2 separate regions of the Mus musculus genome follow, and region 1 is linked to region 2. The links are chromatin contacts, called in public HiCAR-type maps. All regions are on one chromosome and are shown on one strand. Each heading gives the region's core, a stretch centred on a gene start, on an enhancer-like site or on the middle of the called end of the contact. The rest is flanking DNA. Distances are from core to core; before and after follow the strand shown. Region 1 overlaps Wscd2 (WSC domain containing 2). Region 2 has its middle 44 kb from the start of Gm30812.

Region 1 (3,028 bases), core at 368-2,867, 160 kb before region 2:
AAAAACAAAAAACACTTAAAACAACAACAACAACAAATCCTTTGTTTATCCTTTGACTAAATGGACATTTAAACCTGGGATTAAATGTTCCCCAATTGAACAAAGCCTTTGTGTTTTGAATAGTCAGTCATTGCTTTAGTCATTTAAAAATTATTTAGAGAGTTATGTCTATCTGGAATGTTCCTGCTAAATTCAATAATGGTTGTAAGACTTTTTGGTGAACATTTACATTTGTTTATTCAATTTGGACTATTAGTTAATGAATAACACATAGTATTGTAAAATACTTTTAAATGGGATAACTAAATTTAAAGTTACAGAGCCTTCCTCAAAGGATAAACTAGATGATTTCATAAACAGAAAGAAAGAAAGAAAGAAAGGAAGGAAGAAAGAAAAAGAAAGGAAGGAAGGAAAGAAGAAAGAAAGAAAAAGGAAGGCACCACATCAAAGACTCTATTCTGATTAAAAGATTAGGTTATATCTAAGTACTTCCAACATATTCCCAAACTATACTATGAAAATTTTATAAAACATATATAAAATAGATTTTGTTTTCAGGACAGGGTTTCGCTGTGTAGCCCTGGCTAGCTTAGAACTCGCTCTGTAGACCAGGCTGGCCTCACACTCGAGATCCCCCTGCCTTGACTCCTCAGTCCTGGGATTAAAGGCATGTGCCACCATGCCCAGCCTTATAAAATAGGTTTGTGGTATGTATAATTTATGTAACTTATTCATACCATAGGTCTATGATTTCCATTAGTATATTAATTATAAAGGTGTATTGCTGGATTGTGATTGTATTTTCACTATATAGATGCAGGCAGGAGTTAACTCTACTCAGTCTCCACAGGTATCTATCACTACTTTGCCATCATTTAACAGAATGGGAAACTGAGGCATAGAATAAACAAGGGGCTTTTTAAGATCACTTAGAATGAGAGGCAGAGCAGGATCTGGGAGGTCTGGCTGGCTGCGCCAAGTGGGACTTTTACTACCAAGGTATTGTAAGCAAGGTCAGCTCACAGGGAATGGTGGGCTGTAAACAGGGCGTGGCTGAGCTCACATTGGCCTGAGCCCTGCAGTTGTTCAATACTCGTGGCTGTTGTCCTCACTGATTGAGCTTTCTCAAGTATGACGTCATCACCCCTGGCGGGGGGCGGGGGGGGGGGTCACACAGGCTTCCTTTGGGCTCCCCAGGCCTCATTCTTCCTGATCACAGGGCGAGCCATTACTGTGTGGTCACCCTGCTTACGCATCTGTCTCCACCGCACCCTGAGCCCCTGGGGGTGGGGTTAGGATTGTTGTTAAGTCTCTTGTTGTGGTCTCTCTACTCAAACTGTCATGGACTGTCTCTTCTTGGGGGTGCTCATCAGCCATCTTGCTATGTGATAGAAAGTCACCTGACTGGGAGGGTGCCTTAGATAGGTTACATGGCATGAACTTAGGGGTAGTTGTAGAGCCGATCTCAGGGAGAGCTGCTGAGGCTCAGGTGGGAGAGAAGCTGGGAGGCGGCCAAAGGTGGGCACGGGATGCTGCAAACAGCCTCAACGCAGTGGAGAGCTGGAGAATTCCAAGAGGCAGCACACTGGGGGCTTAAATGGCAGAGGGTGCAGTTCTCCTCAGTCCCTCTAGAGGGAGCAGCGCATAAGAGACCGGTGAGTCTCTCCAGCTTGGTTGGGGGACCTTACAAGCCTCCTCAATCCTATCCCCTTGCTAGGCGACAGATCCTTACCAACCACCCCATTGGAAACTACCGTATGTTCATCACCAGGAGGGAAACTGAGGCCCAGACAGGTAAAGTGAACAGGTCCCACAGCAGGGAAACACCATCCAGTCCACCTTGTCTTACACTCTGGCCCTGATTCTCTCCTGCCACGACCAGCCTTATCCCTGGCTCCTTCCCACAGCCTGATACCCAGCAGGAGCTGGGGGTGGGGGGATTCGCTGCTGAACTAAATTGAAATTTCCAACAGCTAAATTGCACCGTGATGAAGGGCTGCTGTTCCTGACAGAACACATCGGAGCTGTCCTTAGACGCCCCTCCCAGTCCCCTCCTGAAATCCCGCGGCTGCTTGAGAAATATTTATGCTGACGACAGGTTATTTTTTATTCTTCAAATAGATTATTTACAAGGCAGCTGACTAATTGGGCCCGTACTGTTATAATGGGTTAGGACCAGATGTATCTGGGAGATTAGGGAAAGTTTAAGCATACACAGGGGCTCCTTCCCTCTCCGTCAGCCTGTCCCTAGTTCTGATCACCTCCTGGTATCCTCGGTGACTCAGGACAGCTACTACCATCCAAGAAGAACCCCTAGGTGAGGTCACCTAGCACCCCACAGATCTAGACTTCAGGTGAGGCCATATGTAACCCTCTTGAAGACATTTGCCTGGTGTGTCAAGATGAGCGTCTGATCCTATCGCCTGCAGCTCTTGTTCTAGGGGGGCTGTCTATAGATGACTCTGCAGTCAGGTGCCCAGGGCTGGAGACCCTGTTCTTCTCCACCTGCACTGGGTGATCTTGTTGGTGCTATTTGCTCTCTTTGGGTTTCTGTGTACTGATTTGCAAACAGGCAGCCTTGATATCTTAGGATGATAAGCTTTGCAAAGATCCTGAGGAAGTACCAGGTGCAGAAGAGTAACTGCTGCTTAGGACAATCCCTGCTGATGGCAGCTCCCAGCTTTTCCTGAGACTCCCCACATGTGCCTTCCTGCTGGCCTGAGTTCCCCACAAAAGCATAGCAGCTCCCTTAGCTGTCCCGAGCTCTCCCATACCAGATGCGCGCCCACACTATTCCAACCCCCACCTCTCAAAGCTCCTAAAGGACTCCATTGCAAAGGAGAACAGAAACAAAAAGCCCTCTGCTAGCTCAGGGCTCCTGGTAATAATTGGTCAGCACCCACAAATCTGGAAACAAAGGTACCCTGAGGAGCCGCAGGGTGCACCTGTCTGTGCACAGCCTGGCGGTCTTCACTCCAGCTTCTTGTCGTCAGGAGGAACCAGGCCCTGATTAATGGTTTCTTGGTGC
Region 2 (3,071 bases), core at 229-2,728:
CATTGCTTCCCGTGATTAGCATTTCAAAGTAAATTCCAAAACTTAGGGCCTTCAGCATCCAGGAGCAGGGAGGGGCAGGCTGTTCTGTGAGGCAGGGTAGGGAGGAACTGCATCAGGAGCGAAGGCCTGGATTTCAAAATGTAGTAGCTTGCACCTACCCTTCTCTCCATCCCAGACCTCCTGCCAAGGCCTGGGGTCAGCTCCCTTCTCCAGTCTGCTCTGGGGTCAATCCACTCCCTCTGCGGCTCCAGCCAGTAATGAATGGTAGATTCTCTCCAACTCCTGGGGTGTCAATCTAGAACCATGGGCTGATTCCAATAAAGATTTATCCACACCTTCTATTTCTGCCTTCTGTAATTGTACAACCAGGCTGACCTGAGCCCAGCTTCTCTCACTGGTACGAGTGTGATGTGGGGAGAATCTCTCCATTTAAACAAGCCGGGGTTCTACAGTCTGCTGCACACTCTGCTTTTCCCAATCACCCGGGTCTAGCAAGATTCGGTTCTGGCTAGATGCTGCCAGGGACTTACTTGTCTCTCTGTCTCCTCCTTTAGGCCCTCACAGCCATCAGGACCCATCTGCTCCTTGAAGCCTTCTGTCTAGTCACTTAACTCTTTGTGGTGAAAAGTTAGCTGACAGAAAGCATACCATCACGGTGTGAGGATACAGTCCATCGAGGTGGGAAGGCATGGAGGCAGGAGACAGAGACGGCTGGTTACACTGCATCTACAGTCAGAAAGCAGGGAGAGACCCTGGGGCTCGGCTCCATTCTTCTTAATCTAGTTCAGGACCCCAGCCTTTGGGATGGTGCGGCTCCATCTCAATGTCCCCATCTAACTAATCTAGTTTATACGGTCTCTCAAGAACTGCCCAGAGGTTTATTTTCACAGTGATCCCCCTCATGTTGATGGTCAAGACAGCGGGGCCTTAACAGCAAAATCATCCTTCCCCTGGACTCAAGGAGAGAGAGAGAGAGAGAGAGAGAGAGAGAGAGAGAGTTTTCAAGGAAGGCTCTAGTTGCCATCTTGGCTCAGGAACCCAGCATTGGTCCAGACCTGTGGTCAGGAGACAGCGTGCTTAGCTGTGATTAGCTACATGTGGCCAGATGTGGCCACATGTGCCCAGCTGTGGCTGGCATGGGATGTGTTGAATGTAGGAAAGAGGGCACGTAGGGTTCAGGGATACAGCCAGGAAGTGTCTACCAGAGCAAGCCATCCAGCCCAGCATCCAGCCCTTCCCCAGGCAGAGAAGAAGCATCCAATGATACTTTCCAGCAGCTGCTTGAAGCAAACCCCACCCTCTCTGGAGCCAGCTGAGTCCATCTGTCTTGTTCACGTCCCTCCATCCAAGAACATCAATACCTTGATAAATTGATTCTGAATAGAGACAAAATGGTGGAGCGTCTCCCTGCTGAGGAGGCTGGTGCCGGAGGGGTGTGATTGATTTCCACCCTAGCTACAGGCTAGCACCAGGAGACTGTGTGTGGTCTGACTCCTCAGGGGGGGGAGCAGATGTCTGGAGCATGGCTCTGGGAAAGCCGAAAGCCACAGAGGGGCAGCTGACCTTGAGTTGTTCGAGAAGTGTTTCCAAGTTCAGAAAAGCCGGAGTGAGGGACGCAGCATTCAGAGACAGTCCCCCATCCCCACATAGCAATGAGCCTGCTTCCCCATTCCTGCACCAAGTTTCCTATACCACCACTGACCAGAGATTTTCTGAAAGATATTTTTGACCAAAATAGCAAGAGTTTTAAGGATATTTGTGGATATTTGAGACAGGGACCTAATCCCTGTCTCTTAGATAAGGGTACGTACACTAGCCCCTCCCCCTCACAGTAGTGAGTCTCTTTCCATTGAGCTGTTTGTACTTGCTCCACAGTGAGCATGTGAGTATATGCGGGGCATGTGTGTGGTATATATATGCATGTGTGTGAGTATGTGTGCACAAGCGTGTGCAGGGGTCAGAAGATCATGGGTATACTGATTCATCCCTTGGGACCTTGTCTCTCATTGAACCTGGAGCTGGATTGGTGACCAGGAGGCCCCAGGAATCCCCCTGGGTATGACCATCTTCCTCCCAGCACCAGAGTTACATCATGCCTGGATTTTTATGTGGGACCTGGGGATTTGAACTCAGGTCTTCTTGCTTATGCAGCGAGCACTCTTTCTTATCTGTCAGGAATCTGCTCAGCTACCCTAGGGGTCTTTGAGCTTGGGCTTGCTTAATGGCTCCTCCCATTATTGTTTTACATCTCCAGGGCAGAAAGAGACCCCTCTCTCCCCTTCCATTCCCTGCCACCCCATCTCTCAAAGGGGGCTGTTCTCAGCCTGCCACATGGTTGATTCTTTTCCAGACTCTGCTCTCTGAAACCCAGGCAGGACAGGTCACACCCAGGTCCACAGCGAGGACCAGCCTTTCCCACTCTCTGGAGTCAGCCTTTCGTGTCTACCATCTCTGCAGCCACAGAGTCTGCCGATGGAAGATGGGAACTATTCCAGAAAAAAAAAAAAAAGAAGAAGGTGTCTGCGTTGAACCCATACAGCATCTTAGACATCACTCTCCACACTGTACACACAAGAGAAATCCATCCCGTATTTCTGTTGTCTCTGTTGTCGTGGAGAGAAGCCAGCAGGAGATAGCTTGAGGCTGTAGTAGGAGGTAGGGCTACCCTTTGCAACCCCACAGCTATGTGTGAGGGACTCTCCTCTCAGCAAGGAATCCTGGAACCTGTCCTCCTGGATACCAGGGAAACCTTTCCTTTCAAAGTCCTGGGGCCTTCCCAATTTGATCTGTGTGACTCTCTAGACTGATAGATAGAAAGAAGACTACAAAGGGATGACACACAAGACCCTTTACCCAACTGGAGGCAGAGTTCTGTTGGCTGGCAACAGAGCCTGGCCCGGCTGGCAGGCCCCCTGTGGGTCAACTAGAACTCCCTACCAAGATTTATGAAATCAATTTCTCTCAGATGCACTAAAGAGTTTACAGAGAGCCAATATCATTAGGTTAATGGTTCTCTATAAATTCTTTCCACCACAGCCCGGTTAATCCACACCAAGGGCCTCAGTGACTGC

The links. HiCAR-type assays count read pairs that join an accessible place to other places.
Region 1: a HiCAR-type map of embryonic stem cells shows a contact between it and region 2, with 3 times the contacts expected there. The contact joins two enhancer-like sites. A contact is called at or near these places in 2 of 484 Hi-C or Micro-C datasets (embryonic stem cells and nephron progenitors), 3 of 115 datasets of contacts at active chromatin or transcription factors (double positive thymocytes and embryonic stem cells) and 1 of 9 other capture datasets (liver).

Annotation. Positions count from the first base shown.
Region 1 is chr5:113,579,055-113,582,082 of GRCm38.p6, reverse strand. The region is part of intron 8 of Wscd2 (WSC domain containing 2); the gene reads right to left. Among named protein-coding and RNA genes, the nearest start is that of Gm42002, 23 kb to the left of the region's middle. Within about 2 kb of position 1,617, at least 19 of the 459 cell types and tissues checked have an H3K27ac peak or open chromatin away from gene starts, as enhancers often do. A contact at or near this core is called in embryonic stem cells, where this site is marked.
Region 2 is chr5:113,419,103-113,422,173 of GRCm38.p6, reverse strand. No RefSeq gene overlaps it. Among named protein-coding and RNA genes, the nearest start is that of Gm30812, 44 kb to the left of the region's middle. Within about 2 kb of position 1,478, at least 9 of the 459 cell types and tissues checked have an H3K27ac peak or open chromatin away from gene starts, as enhancers often do. A contact at or near this core is called in embryonic stem cells, where this site is marked.